Regions from separate parts of the Anser cygnoides genome. Here region 1 is linked to region 2. Evidence: chromatin contacts called from public Hi-C data. All regions are on one chromosome and are shown on one strand. The core of a region is the stretch at or near the end of the contact, and the rest is flanking DNA. Distances in the headings are between cores, read along the strand shown.

Region 1 (7,748 bases), core at 725-3,224, 120 kb before region 2:
AAGGCTTCCCCTGAAGGCAGTACCCAAGCACATGTTTAGAACACAATGCTGCTGGCACCTGAGGAGCAGTCATGGTGGGAGACTACAGGTCAAAACGGCTGTAAATGGGAAAGTGTCTGGATTCCTACAGGATGGTAGGATTTAACGGGGCAGGGCAGGGAGCCATGGCAGGCAGGCAAACAAGTACTTCTTCCACAGAAGCCTTTCTAGCCCTGTCGAACTCCTCCTGTGAGGTGTGCTAAGCTAGACATTTCACTAATGTTTTATTTTTCTATTTTATGTATCCTAGGATAGATTTGATTCTTGCAAAGTTGTGTTTGATTTTTTTCTGATGACTGCTTCTGACCATCTGTGACTTAATCGGCTCTGGCGAGGTGAGCATGGTTTATGCCATGTCCTGGTCCGAGCAGAAGAGTGGGCTGGCAGCAGGCTCGGGAGCAGCTCCAGCCCTCCAGCTGAGGAGCTGGGTACGCCTGATGGTTGCAGCGACCTACGTGGTGGTGGTGGAAAGGGCTAATTAACATTACATCCTACTACGGGACAATATTTCTAAGCTAGAGCACCAGCAAGTGCTTAATTTCCTTTCGTTTGGACACAGACTACAGAATACAGAAGACACTAACACACAAAAGATACTAAACGTATTTTTCATCTTGCATTACTCAAACACAAAAGGACAATGTAACAAACGTACATCGCCGCTTTGGGGTATCACAACATTATTTACAGAAACCCATCCTCAACGTGTTTTTTAAAATGTTATTTTTCTTTATTGTTTTGTACCCCACCAGAGTACATTTGTATCAAATAAACATTGAAGCTTGTTGAAAAATAAAAATGATTTTTTCTTTGCAATGTAGGGTCTGAAAAAAATTTAGTATGAAAACTTAAAGTCTTTCATGTAATTATCCAACTTGGGGCATTATTTATAAAGACACAGTTGTGTCTTTCTGTAATCGAATTATCAGTGTAACCATTTGACTAACGTGACTCAGACCTCCAGTAGTCATGAGATTTGCTTAGATTATAAAGATTAGAAAACAAAACTAATGAGAAACATCCCGAGTCTCCATCGTTAGGATTACACTGATACTGGAGAAAGGGATTTTGACTGGGAAAGCTCTGAATACATGGTAGGGGCACATCACCAGTCGGTTGCATGCTCTCCATCCCCTCTGACCACTCATCTGTGACCACCAGTGGAGTGGGGAGCTGGGGGTTGGCCTCTTCTCACAGGTAACTAGTGGTAGGACTAGAGGGAATGGCCTCAAGTTGTGCCAGGGGAGATTTAGGTTGGAAATGAGGAGACATTTCTTCTCAGAAAGAGCAGTCAGGCATTGGGACGGGTTGCCCAGGGAGGTGGTGGAGTCACCGTCCCTGGGGGTGTTCAAGGAAAGGTTGGACGTGGTGCTTAGGGACATGGTTTAGTGGGTGATACTGGTGGTAGGGGGATGGTTGGACCAGATGATCTTGGAGGCCTTTTCCAACCTGAATGGTTCTGTGATTCTATGAAAACCAAGCCCTCGCAGAATGGAGACGGTTGGACCAGATGATCTTCGAGGCCTTTTCCAACCTTTTCAACCTTTATGATTCTGTGATGCTCTGAATTCCTGAAGGAACCGAGGACACACCCCGCTGCTGGGGGACACGGAGCCGTTGGTGTGAGGGGACCCCGGCGGGGCAGCGCCTGCGGGGGGACAGCGGGGCTGACGGGGGGCTGCAGCCCCCAGGGCGTGCAACGCCGGGCGGGAGCCGCCCCCTCCGCCCCGCCGCTCCCTTCGGCCACCGCCGTGCTTCGTCTTCCCGTCACGTAAACGCACACGGGGCTCGGCACCGCCTGGCAGCGGGCAGGCGGCACGGCCGGGGGCCGCCCCTCAGCCCCCGCCGAGCCGGGCACGGCCGCCGGCCCGGCAGCCCGCCTGGCAGGAGGCGTCACCGCCCGCTTGAACCGGAACCGCTTGGCGGAGGCCGCCCGGGGCGGCTGCTGCTGCTGCTGCCGGTGCTGCCGCTGCGGCTGCCGCGGTGCCGAGGGGGTGAGGGGGGCCCGCGGGGGCGGAGGAGGAGCGCGGCGGCCCCGCCGCCCGGCGATGGGGCTGTGCCTCGGCCGGCCCTGCGCCGCCCGGCCGCGCAGCAGCGCTTAGCTCGCCCTCAGCTGCCGCAGCCCTCGCCGCGGGGCTGCCGCCTCGGATGACCCAGCGGCGGGATCCGCCGGCGAGTGCAGCCGCAGGGCGCCGCAGCCGCCGCCTCTCCCCATCCTCCTCCTCCTCCTCCTCGTCCTCCTCCTCCTCGCCCATGGCCGCCCGCCGCCCCCGCTGACCGGCCGCCCCTCGCCTCCTCCCCGGCCGGGGTCGGCTGGAGCAGAGAAGATGGGGAACACCACCTCCTGCTGCGTCTCCTCCAGCCCCAAGCTGCGCAGGAATGCCCACTCCCGGCTGGAGTCCTACCGCCCCGAGGCCGACCTGAGCCGGGAGGACACGGGCTGCAACCTGCAGCACATCAGCGACCGGGAGAACATCGACGGTGAGGGCGGCCGGGCGGCGAAACCCCGGGGGGCTCCGGTCCCTTCCCCTCGCCCTGCCCGGGCGCGGAGCCCCCGCGGTGTCCCCGCGTCCCAGCCCCGGCCGTGTGGTGCCGGGGTGCGCTGCCCGAGCCCTGCGGCACCTCGGCGGGGGTGCTGGGGGTCGCCTGGGCTGGGCCGCGCTGGGACGGGCCTGTCGCGCATATCGCCGGCCGCGGGCAGAAGCCGCGGGGCAGAGCCGGTGAGGCAGCAGCGAAGGCAAGAAGTGACCTCCGCGCTGCCGCCGTGACTCTTCCTGCCCGCGGTGCTGTCGCGATGAGGCGCGGCTGCTGGGCTCGCCCGCGCGTCGCTTCGCCCCCTTTCCCCTCAGCCGTGCCCTGAGGAGCCCCGGCCCCCCGCAGAGCCCAGCCGAACTCGCAGGCGCGGGTTAACCCGCACAGGCCGCTCGGGCTCTGGGTGCCCGCACCGTTCGTCCCCACAGCTTCACCTGGGGGAAGGTCAGCGGCGTCCCGGAGCAGTTCACATGCAGTGCTTTTGGTAGGGAGCCAGGAGGAGTGACTGTGGCGCGCCTCACTTTGCCTTCCAGGGTTTTGTTTTTTATTTTTTCGTAGCTTACGTGGTGGTGATTTTATTACGGTTTTGTGTTAGGTCAGTTCTTGGCACCGGTGAAGTTACGAAGTGCCTGGTAGCAGATGGATTCCCTCTCTGGTTAAGGCCATTTCTCTGAATTCTGGAATTTAATCCTGGAAATATGAATGTTTTTCAGATGTCTTCGCTGCACGCAGCTGAAAAATCGGAGTGTAATAGGATCAGTAGGTGGAAAAAAATACATAATGGTCTGGTCTGAGACAGTCAGGGAAATGAAAGAACCAATTGTTGATCTATGAATGATTAATTCTTCCAGCAGCAGCGTTGTCCAGCGTAGCAGTGTGCATCTATATCTACAGCAACAGATCCTGCAGTAAAGTTTTTGGTCAGATGAGTGGATGAGTGTGGGCTTTGTGCCTTGTTCTTGAAGCTTTTTTTTTTGTTGGTTGTTTCCCATGGATGGAAGAAGGGTATAGGTGAAAATAGTAAGGCATGTGTGCTTGCTAAAATGAGCATATAATGCAGATAACTTTCTGTATCTTGGTAATTATATCAAGAAACAATCTGTGTTGGTTGGTTTGTTTGTTGGATCAAGGCACATGTCTGCTTTGTCTCCCTTTAAACCGTGGTATGTTTCAATCCTGGGGTTGGATTTTTAGTGTTCTAACAAGTTACATTTGTATTAATAATTTTTAAATGTTTTTTTGTTGTTGTTTGTTTTTTTGTGTGTGTTTTTGCTATTTGTCTAAGGCTGCTGTTGGTGAAATGCCGTGTTTTCAAATGGGCAAGCTGTCTGATTCTTGAAAAGACCAAACAATTACGAGTTTTGTTTTTGTGCCTTGCTCTAATCTTGCTGCCCTTTATGGGTAGGGGCCACAAAATAAGATGTCACTGAGGAGACTGGTGGTCAGTAAATGTCCGTAGACATGAAACAACTGGAGATGATAGCTGGGTAAAACAGCTCTTTGGAGCGTGCTTTGTTGCAGAGCTGCTACCCTGGAGTCATGCTCGCTGCAGGTCTTTTAGGCAGAGGTGGCAGGCTGATTGCTAAGGGTAGGAAGGTGATACTGTGATTCTGAAATTTTATTTCTTGTTAGACTACCTGTTACGTTTTTGTGGTCAAGTTGCTTGAAGTTATACGGCACACGCATGTTTACAGACGAGTCACAGGGGTGAAAAAAAACTGCTTAATAGGGAGCTATAATATTTTTTTTTATCATTTTACAATTGCATGAAGATATTTGAACAAGGGAAGAACAATAGCCTGCTTATCTGTGTCGTGCAGAGAAAATGCTGGGTGCTGATTCCTTGATATTACCACAGATCGTGAACTATTTCCAGGAGTTTCTCGAATTGCTAGCGTTTGCCAAATGTACTTTTTTTTTAAGCAAGTGATGATAGCGACTGATGCACTGAACGAAAACGTTTCTGACACTTTTACTTCATATTTAGTTTTCTTGCTGCTCTTCAAATGAGAACCCTTCCATCCAGCCCAGTGCCAGTGCCAGAGGCTGCCAGGCACAAGAAGTGCAAATTCACGTCTCTGGCGAGCCCCGGCTCTGCGAGCGCTGCTTCCAGGAGCTGAGCGGTCGTGACATGCAGCGGCTGAGTTAACTTGGTTCACGTGGAAGTTCCCTTCATGCTCATGTTCAGCGAAAGTCGTGACACTCTTTTTTTTTTTTTTTGAGTGGGTAAAGCTGCATGAATAGAACAGGAACTTTTAAAGCCTTTAAATCACTTGTGGGCCGTTTCTAAGTTTTTAAGAGATGTGTGGTTTTCCTTGTTGCGGACCCTGTTCCTGGCAGTATCAGAGGGAGAGGGGAAGAAGAGGGAGGAGTGACCCAGCTCCAACAATGATTTAAGTGGAACCGTTAGTACTGGTGGAAGTGGAACTGTTTGAAGTTTGCCAGTGTTAAATGCCTTGTAAAGAAACATTTGTCAAATCTGCCTTCAAGATCATGCCTTTAAATCGTCTCATATGATGCAACCCAATCCAGTAGCAGCTTTTCAAAGAATGGTTGGAGGAGTTCTGTTTCCTTAGGACTGGGTTTTATAGCAAGATACTATCTCTGTGGCGGTGGTACCTTGTCAGAAAATCTCCATTTCTGTAATGCTTCGCAACTGTTTATGAAGTGATATCTGAAAGAGAAGGGAATTTTGAAAGAAGATAGAATGGGAGGAATTTATCAAATGACATGTCGGAGAATACTAATGGTGGATTTATCTCTCTTTTAGGGTGTTTTTTTTTTTTTTTTTTTTGGTCCTAAAAACTTTTCTTAAAGGTAACTGACTTCTTTAAGACTCCACACGTGCACAGTTGACTCTCTCAATTATGTGTAGTCCCCAGGATGCCTTTTTTTTGTACAGGCTCATGATAGTGAAGACCACCCAGCAGATTTTGACTTTTCTTTTTGGAGACAGAGCAAGAAGATGATGGTAACGTACAGTTCAGAGGTTACCCTTCCTTGGCTACCTGCTCTGTTTGATGATTATTGCTGAGGGGGAGCTTCGACATTTTCCAGTGCTTCACATTTAAAAATCTACTTCAAGAAAATTCTGGCAGTAGCTTCAAGCCTTGCAGATTCCTAGCTCAGTCCTTTAGCCAACAGGACGTTGCTTTACAAGTGTTGATGACAGCAGTAAGCAGAAGCAGTAGAAGCCTTGACATTTCAGGTTCTGTATCCTATTTGTGTGTAAACGTCTGTATGTGCAAGCCATGGAAGCGGCTCGGCTGTGTGTTTAAATCCCGGCTAGCTGGAGGGCTGCGGTGCAGGCTGCGCTTGGTTCTGTACCCCAGCAGCTCGCCCTGCCAGACCCGCTGCTGCCCTGTCTCGTGCAAAAGCTGAGCTGGAAAAGAGGGCTCTCAGGCGTGATTTCCCTGCTGGGGGCATGATTTCCATAGTAAGCTTCTCAAGTAGGGGGCTGTAGGGAGGGGACACGGGATATCTTACCGCAGGTAAGATGGCACGAAGCGAAGCTGCTCTACCTCATATATGGTTAAATTGGGCAAAAGGAGACTAGATGGAGAGTTCCTAGGCCATTGGAAGGGAAGATTGTCCTTAATGATTACACCCTCCCCCGTCTCTTCCTTCCTTCTCCCCCCCAGAAACCAACCTATGATATTTTTTTTCCTCTGTGTAAACTCCTGTTAATGTCACTAGGTCGTTTTTCATTGCTAGCTCAGATAATGTCATCCTCTGCAACTGGGCATCACAGATAAACCTCTTCAGCCCTTTTCATCATGTGCCAGTCATGTTAATTTTTTTGCTCTATAATGCACAGACTCCTAAGACTGGACTGGTTTTTTTTAAGCCCTTTTTTGTTCTTTTATTTATTTTTCCCCACCCTCTTGACAATAGCATGTGGGAATCCCTGAATTGAGATTTGTTAGTATTTGTATATCTCTGTCTTCAAGAGCTAGGGAATGATGGGTTGCATGTTTTGAAGGAAATGACTTACATTCACAGCAGTGAAGATACATGCACTTCTGAAGCAAATTAAGGATATAATAATCTGTGTTTTACACGGACGTTCCCTGCTAACATCTGGATCATAACAGGATAGCCCTTTTTTTTTTTTTTTTCCCAGAACAAATAGTGTGGTTTACATGAGAGTCTCTTTCAATAATGTTCTTTCTCCTTTGGCCAGAATGCTTGCACAGTGGTGTCCGTATGCTTTTCAATGCTGTCGTTTGCATTGTGCTCCTAAGCATTTGTCAGAGGTCATGCATTGGAGTAGCACAGCAACCTTGTACGTTCAAAAAAATTAAAAAGAACCTGATGTGGTCCTACCTCACCAAGCTTCTTCCTATACTGCACACTGCATGTGATGCATACCTCACAGCTTTCTTTTGTACTTCACTGTCAGCCTCATCTGTTTGCTGGCGTGTTCCCTGCTCCTCAGAGGCACCATCATGTTGTACAAACCCTTCTAAAACCTCACTTTTACATCATTCACATCAAATCAGTTAATTTACACCTCTTATGAAGTGAGTATTTTGATATTTAGCAGTAGAAGGTTTCAGATGCACGCATGCTAAGGCTAATCGTATTTGAACTTACTGCTAACTAATTTTATTAGTGCACTGCCATCTGATGAAGACTTCCTTTGAAAGTGAGTTACACGAGATCAACAGTCTTGGCTGAGTAAATTGGTACTTGAAGTGGAATGACATGATTTAAAATTATAGGTCTCTGAAAATGTGAAGGACTACCGTGTTTTCTGGTAGGTTTCTTCCTTAGATTTTACGTGCAGTAGAAATAATGGATTAAAAAACAGAGCAAACCTCTCCGCTTTGTGGTTATAGCTGTTTTACCTGATCTTGTGTGCTTCATGAAGTTCTTTCAGGCTCAGAGGGCGTGCTGCATCTTCAGGCCTTGCTCCAGATCTGACTTCTTTGTCCAAAAAGCAATCCTGCAAGTTTGGCACCCACATATGGCGGTGGGATGCTGCTTTCTGAACCGCGTGAGATGCTGGGTGCGTGTTTGCTGGGTGTCTCTCGCACCTTTCTGTGAGTACCACTCGCTCCCTGCTGTCTGCAGTGAGTCATGAGCTTGGAAGGCGACTAAGAGAGTACCTAGCACAGCCGTAGTGGTTCTTGTTTTGCTGGCCAGCTGCAGATCAGGCATAGCCTAAATACCTT
Region 2 (7,116 bases), core at 3,105-5,604:
GGTCTCCCTCCGTTATTTCTTTATTCAAGGCAAATCTGAGTGCTTTTAGAATATTTTTGAAGCTGGGATATCAGCTAAAGTAGAGTTCTGAACAGCTTGAAGCTGATTGACGGGTTTGGCTGTGCCATATGACAGTATTAATCAAGAATGGTTATAAATAAGAGTTTTGAAATTGCTGATTCTCATGGCTTTTTTTGAAGGCAGGTGAGGAGGCATGCTGTGATGGTGTGAAAGGAACAACAAAAAAAGAGGTTATTGCTTTTGACAAACACGCACGATGGTGCTACTGTTAGAAGTTGCACTTCAGCTATATAAAACCATTACTCAAATGGCAGACCTGTGCTCACGTGCTGACATCCGTCTTCTTTCTGCACTTCACGCTCTCTAAACAGAACTGTGATAAGTCCTTGGCCTCAAAACTTTTAGCCTTTTCTTAAACATATTATAGTTCTCACGAAGTGAAAAAAACAGAAGCCTTTTGGGGGCTTGTGCTCTCTTTCTGAATGGTACTTCATGATCTGTTTTGTGGCCTTTGTGTCTTGGGCTTCTTGTGAATCCTCCAGCAACGAACTGGGTGCTTGTTGAATTGCTGATGTTTTTATTCCTGCTGACCATTTTTCCAAACTTTTTTTTCCTGTTCATGTTGGGGTGGATTTTCCCTCTCTTTCTTTTTCAGGTAGTTGGGACGATACAATATTATGGTTTTGAAGAGCCCTGATCTACATTATTTATATTAATAAGGCAGAAAAACTTTAGGTCTAAATCTTCAACTCCTGTGAATCATTAAGCATGAATGTACGTTGGAAAACATCATGCAGACCTTTCAGAGTTTTATAAATCATCAACAGTGTGTTGAACTACACCTAAAAGCTAGCAGAGGAGCTGGGAGGACTGGCCTGTATATGTCTGTAGTTATTTATATAGCATTGTCTTGAATTTCTATGTGAATTTGAGGGGTGGCCACAGGAAAACATACATTAAAGCAGTCTCCTGTGGAAGTATCACGGACGAAGGCTATGGTGGCTAGTTAAATTACATTAGTTCAAATCAGAAATACATGCGTGGTTTTTCTTGTTGTTGTTGTTCCTTCTCAGCTGTAGTTGGTCTGCTAATCTAATCTTTAAGTCTGGGAGCTAAGGTACAGTAAGAATCTGAGGCCGTGTATAGTTTCTGAAAGATTTGGGAATCTTCCTCAATGGAAGTACAGTCAATACCTTTCTCTATTAAAATAGGCTTTATATTATTCATTAACATACACCTTAGCTTGCAGAAAGCAAAATCTTACAAGTATAAAAGGACGTTTAAAGATAATCTGTATATTATCACTAGGCTTCTTAAAACTTAAATTTTGTTGATTGGGTTTTTGAAAAGCTAGGATCTTCAACAGTGTGAATTCATGCCAAGGAGTCCGTATATGATTTTTTGGATGGTTTTCTAGTGTTCATTAGTATTTATCACTACGTACACATAGTGATTTTGACAAGGGATAGGATTTTGACAAGGAAAGTGAAGATAAGGGAAGAAAATTATTACGATGTAAGCATGATGGCCTTCCAGTAAGAAGTGAGAAAAAGAAAAATCATTGTGTTGAAAAACTACTATACTTCTTCTTATCCTCCGAACCTTCCTTTTCTATTGGCAACTGACTGCACATTCCTTGTGCACATACACTTCAGGCAGCGTGTAACTTGACTGCAGTATCATAGTCAATCTATACCTGTTGGTTACAAAGCTTTGCAGTCCGTATACTCGTCAGCAAATGTACAAAATTCCCACCCATGTATTTTTTATTTCTCATATCTTGAAATCACTGTTTTGAGTATATCGTATGTCCTTGTATATGTATTGTGTAGGAGGATATCTAGATACTATACAATTTACGAAAGCTGCAAATTTATTTTTTTTTATTTACCTATTTATTTACATGCTTTTTACTGCACTGGTATGGGTAGTAATGTATTGATATAGCAAAGTATTCATGGAGTGGGAGCTCACATAGGGCCTCTGGTTCTATCAGGGATTTTGAAAAACATATTTGTTTCAGGTAGTGAAAAAGAAATGATGAACAATGTGAATTTTGCTTGCACGTCCTAGGGAAAAATTGCTATATTCTGTTCATCAGCTGATAGATGGCATGCTGAAGAAATCAGGTTTCTCATGTCTAGTTTTATATGATTGATACTGAAAAGCAAAAGAGAATAAGTTATCCATTTTTTTTATGTTAGGGTAATTTGCAGCAGTTATGAGAGATGTCTGACAAATTTAGGGCATGTATGAATGTGTTTTGTGTTTGCATAGCTGTGTGTGCAGATCCACCTAGTGGAGGTACAGCAAAAACTACAAGAATTTTTTTTTCCTGCTAGCTTTTCCTTTCCCAGATTGCATTAGCCAAACTAAGGGGCTCTTCTGCTCAGAAAAGTTTGTGTCTGGGTTTGATTGGCACGGCAGTAGCAGCTGCAAGCTGCAGCAGCTTTCATATTCCTCACTGACGTACACGTGCTCACAGAAGTTGGTAGACTAGGTCAAACTTTAGGCTAGGATAATTGTGTCTGTCAAGAATAAGAAATTAATTTGGTTTGTACTATTTGCAATTTAAAATAAATTACATTCAGGATGCACAACCTGAAAAATGTTTTCACATTTATCTCCTTTCTACAGGAATGAGCTGGAACGCCAGTTTCTTGAGCTGTTGCAGTTCAACATTAATGTTCCCTCCAGTGTTTATGCCAAGTATTATTTTGATTTGCGTTCCCTGGCAGAAGCGAATAACCTGAGTTTTCCTTTGGAGCCCCTCAGCAGGGACAGGGCATGTAAACTTGAGGTAAGACACTTTCTTTTTAGATTGCCCAGAACTGAAATATATATATATATATATATATATGTATATGTCTATGTCTGTGTATGTATGTATAAGCATTTGGAATTTTTGCCCTTCTCTTTCCATCTCTTCCCAAATATTCCCATGTAATGGTAGAATGTGCCCCAATGTCCGTAACTGTTTTACTTGTGCTTTAGGTATTTGTAGATATGAGGGTAGCTTTCTGGCCCAATCTGTTTCATATCTGGTATTGCTTTCCATTTCTTTCAGCTCTAATTGTTGAAATTGGCCTTGTGAAAGTACAAGTTTTAAAATAACCCAGTTCTCAGTCTGGTTTTGTGTGTTCTTAAGACTGAGTATGGAGGACAGAGTATTAACAAGTACTGCTGAAAATAGCTATTCCGTGTGCTTGTTACCTGGTACTGCTGTATTTCACGTGAATCCAAGTCTGTTATCTCAGCAGTATTATTCTCAGTAACAGGACAGAAATGAGCACACTGTTACTGGATGAATCGTGAATCTTAGGAGACCTACATATGCCATGTGCATGAACCACTATGTCAGGTGGTCTGGACCTGTGAAATGCAGGGCACTGTGAATTCCCACAGACACTGGAGGAATTTAAAATCATCAGGCAATAAGTGGATACTTTACAGGACTAGAATCTTTTCTTTCTTGAGCTTTTTTAGATGAAGTTTTTTGAATATGGGCATTATTGCATGAATATGTACACATTTTGTTCCTAAATTTGAAGTCTGCTGTTAGCTGCTAACTGCTTTTAACGTTGGATGCCTTTAATTAGATAACAGCTTTACGCTGTAAGTTGTTCATCTGTGGATTAGAGTGAGTGTTGCATGTTTTGAAACTCTTACTGTTCCTGCAAAACAGTTTCTGTGGGGGAAATGATGCATGGGAAGATGAATTAACTTGTTTGCAGCAGTAATGGGAACAGAGGTATCTGGAAACTGGTGGAGAAAGAATCGAAGCAGATTTCACTAAATTTGTATTTCTTATTCTTTCTAAAAATTCTTTCTAAATTTCCCTGACGTTTCTAATAAGAATGTAATTTAATCCTTTGTATGAAGTGTGATGTAAATTTGCATCAGATTTTGTCTGTATTAAGGAGTCGGAGTAATAAAATATGGAAATTCATTGGGAATGTAATGAAAAGAGGTGCCTTGCTAAGTTATTAGATGTTAGGTCTTGATAATTATTGCCATTACGTATATTAAAATTAAATGAATTACTTTTTGAAGAAAACTTAATGCACAACATCTCCGAACCCTTTCTGTGAGTTACGAATGAAGGTAATGAAGGTAGCTCCTAAAACCATGGAAGAAAAAACAGAAAATGGTTGTAAATACACAGAGAATACTGGTGGTTATTCTGAACTATCTAAAGATAATGCATATTTAAAAAGAAATAATGGAATATTTTTAAAGTAAATACACTTTATTAAAAATTTTCCCATGGTGAGGATGGTTTGTGCTGCTAGCATGAGGTTGCAGTAAAGTAACTGCTAGCCAGAGGGAGCCTCTGCAAGGAAGAGTCTCTGCTGTGAAAACACCGTGGTTTTACCAGCTCCTTGCCTCTGTTCCGTGGCCCCAAGGAAGGGAACTTGATGGGAACTGCCTTGTTCCCTGGTAATATTGGTTGTCATTAGTGTACCCTTGAAAGCAGCTGACAGCATAATTTATAGCCTAATTCCTTGAGCACAGTTAAGCATATAGCTTGCCAAGAGTTATCAAAATGCATTTACAAAACTTTTCCAGGTCTGTCATGTGCTTCTCAGCCCCGAGTTCTCTATTTTTGAAACTGAGAGAAAAGCTGCAGTCTGTGGTTAAAGACAGCAGACTCACAGTAAATGTACGTATGCAGAGGAATGATTTGCCATGCCTGGTAAATTGAAGGGACTTTGCTCAGTTCTAAGATTTAAAGCAACTTACTGACATTTGATATCACAAAAGGTCTTGTGTAAAGAGGTGGTTATATTATAAAGCATTTTTGCTACATTTGCATTTTACAGCTGTTATATATCTGAGGCCTCTTGGTATTAGAGCTCTCATGGCAGATTCTCTGTCTTACTATTTGTTCGAATATCAACAAGTTGATTTACCTGGGACCAAAAAAAAAAGCAAGGCAAGGCTAGGAAATACTGCTGCTTGTCAGTGGTAATGCTTGACAAAGATCCATCAGATCTGAGATGCTACGAGAGGCATAGCCCGTGGCCTAAAAGTGTCCTGAATTTGTTATACAAGTCCAGCTGGTAGTCAAGAACCATTTTTGTGTCACCCCTTTCTTTTTTTTTTTTCCATTGTGTGAAATCATGCAAGTTAAAAATGGCACACAGCCTTTCATCAGATCATGCAGTCTGCTCACCTGCCAGTGCTCCTCCGTGTTCAGAACAGCACATCTTGCAGTGCGTTTTCTCCTTGCTTCTAATTGTGTCAAATGTCAAGGTCTCCTTTGCTTCTCCTGAGAAATTATTTTCTAACATGGGAGATTTTTCTGCCAAGAAGATTGTCAGATATCCAACCTTAATCCACTGTTTTGTAATTTCCTACTTGTGCACCTGGTTTTTGTCCCATGTACTGAGCTAAATGTGACTCAGATCCTGCTCTTTTGGTAAGTCCACAAAACATGCCTACCCTATTTCTGCTTGTGATCTTAGCGCTGTACTCATTTCCAGACCAGATTTTTGTAAGAGCATTCGTTAGTGCACTCTCAGTGTATTGGGCTGTGTTGTCTCTGCTTTTTATTATTAGGATAGCACTTGAGGAATAACTCTTTGAACTACGTGCTGTCTTTTCTTGACCCTAAAGAGGTGCTATCCCATAGATCAGACAGATATAAAGAGGAGGGAAAGATGTAAGTTACAAGTAGAGAAGTGTCTTTATATCCCTCCGGCTTCCTGCTGTTGCAGTGGTTGATTGCAGCCCTGCATGTCCGGTGTGTTCAGAACCTCGTAGCTAAAAGGTGAAGGGAGAGCAAAACTCCTCAGATTTTTCTGTCAGTAGTAAAGTGATTGTTTTTCTTTTCATTCTCCCAAAGTTAGGGAGAACCCTCTTCATCACAACTTCTAGTCATCTGTTTTTACATAGTCTGTCCAGACTCAGTTTGGCCTCTCCCTGCAAAGTTCTCTGGGTTGTCTGTTTTAGGGAGCATTGCAGCCTTCGCAGCTGAGTGCATTTGTGCATTTCCAGCAACAAAGGTAAAACCCACGCTCCTGCTTTCCTGCCCTGCACAATGATGTCCATGCAGGAAAGATTTATCCTACTGCTGCGTTTCTACCCTGTCCCTTCTCCTCATCAGCCCCCTTGGGCAGTGACAGTCTTCTCTAGGTCCATGCAACTCAATAGAGGAACTGACTTCTACTTCTGTGTGTGTGTATGTATGTATATATATATAATGAATAATATATATGTATGCATATTTCTAGCTAATTACAGATATTACAATCAAGTCTCCCCAAAATTTCATATAATATAATGGTGTTGCTGTTTTTCATAATGCTTTGATTTGGTTTCATTAGAGAAAAGGTCCCTTGCAGCAGTCAAAAACTAATTTCTTCTTCTGGCTTTGAAAGCAACATATACCAGATGACAGAAAGGTGTTGTGAGCTACTTGGATTTATTTTAACTGAAAGGCAGTAGTAAATAATTACAATTTTCTGCTTTTGTCTTGTTTCTCCATATGTTCCAAGATGCTATAGTTGACTTGTCAAATAGGCTCCAAATGTTGGGTTTATAAATTAGTTGCAAATGAAGTGGCTTCAAACCGCAGTCAGTGTGCTTCATATCTACATGAGTAATCACCGGGGACTGGAGTTGCCAAATGTTAGGTGCCACTTCCAAGCAAAATTTCATATTGTCTGACTGAGTGCCAGAACAGGAATTTTGCTGTGAAACAGGCAATTTTGACGTGATTACTTTCCCTGTTTAATGCCTACGATAGCAGCCTGGTTTGGCAGCTGCAGGAAGCTGACCTCCTCCACTGAACACCTGTTTGCCAAGCCACACCTTGGCACATCATCCCGTGATCAAACTGTTTTCGTCTACTGGATTTAAAATCCACTTGAATTGTATAAACATTCTTAGTGCATTGAGTTCCTGGTTACATTAAATAAAATACTACTAAGCAGTTTTGAGTGAGTTAAGTTATGGTCTATAAAGCAACAGGAATATTTGTGTTACTTTATTCTGTTCTCTTCTTGAGCGCTAAGCAAGTTCAAGAATGGTCATAGCAAAAGGAAATTCAGTTTCCAACTGAAAATAGCAGCAACTAGTTTCCAGGTGGTT

The links. Hi-C and Micro-C count contacts between places; a contact is called where the count stands out from the background.
Region 1: a contact with region 2 is called in a Hi-C map of liver, with 6 times the contacts expected there. The contact joins the promoter of CCNY here to the enhancer-like site in region 2. A contact is called at or near these places in 4 of 7 Hi-C or Micro-C datasets (granulosa cells and liver).

What each region holds. Positions count from the first base shown.
Region 1 is chr2:14,659,653-14,667,400 of Taihu_goose_T2T_genome, reverse strand. It overlaps CCNY (cyclin Y), which reads left to right and starts at 1,974. Exons shown (of 10, transcript XM_048076573.2): 1 at 1,974-2,520. The coding sequence starts at 2,367.
Region 2 is chr2:14,542,304-14,549,419 of Taihu_goose_T2T_genome, reverse strand. CCNY (cyclin Y) reads left to right here. Exons shown (of 10, transcript XM_048076573.2): 9 at 2,659-2,821. Among named protein-coding and RNA genes, the nearest start is that of GJD4, 22 kb to the right of the region's middle. Within about 2 kb of position 4,354, at least 1 of the 3 cell types and tissues checked has open chromatin away from gene starts, as enhancers often do.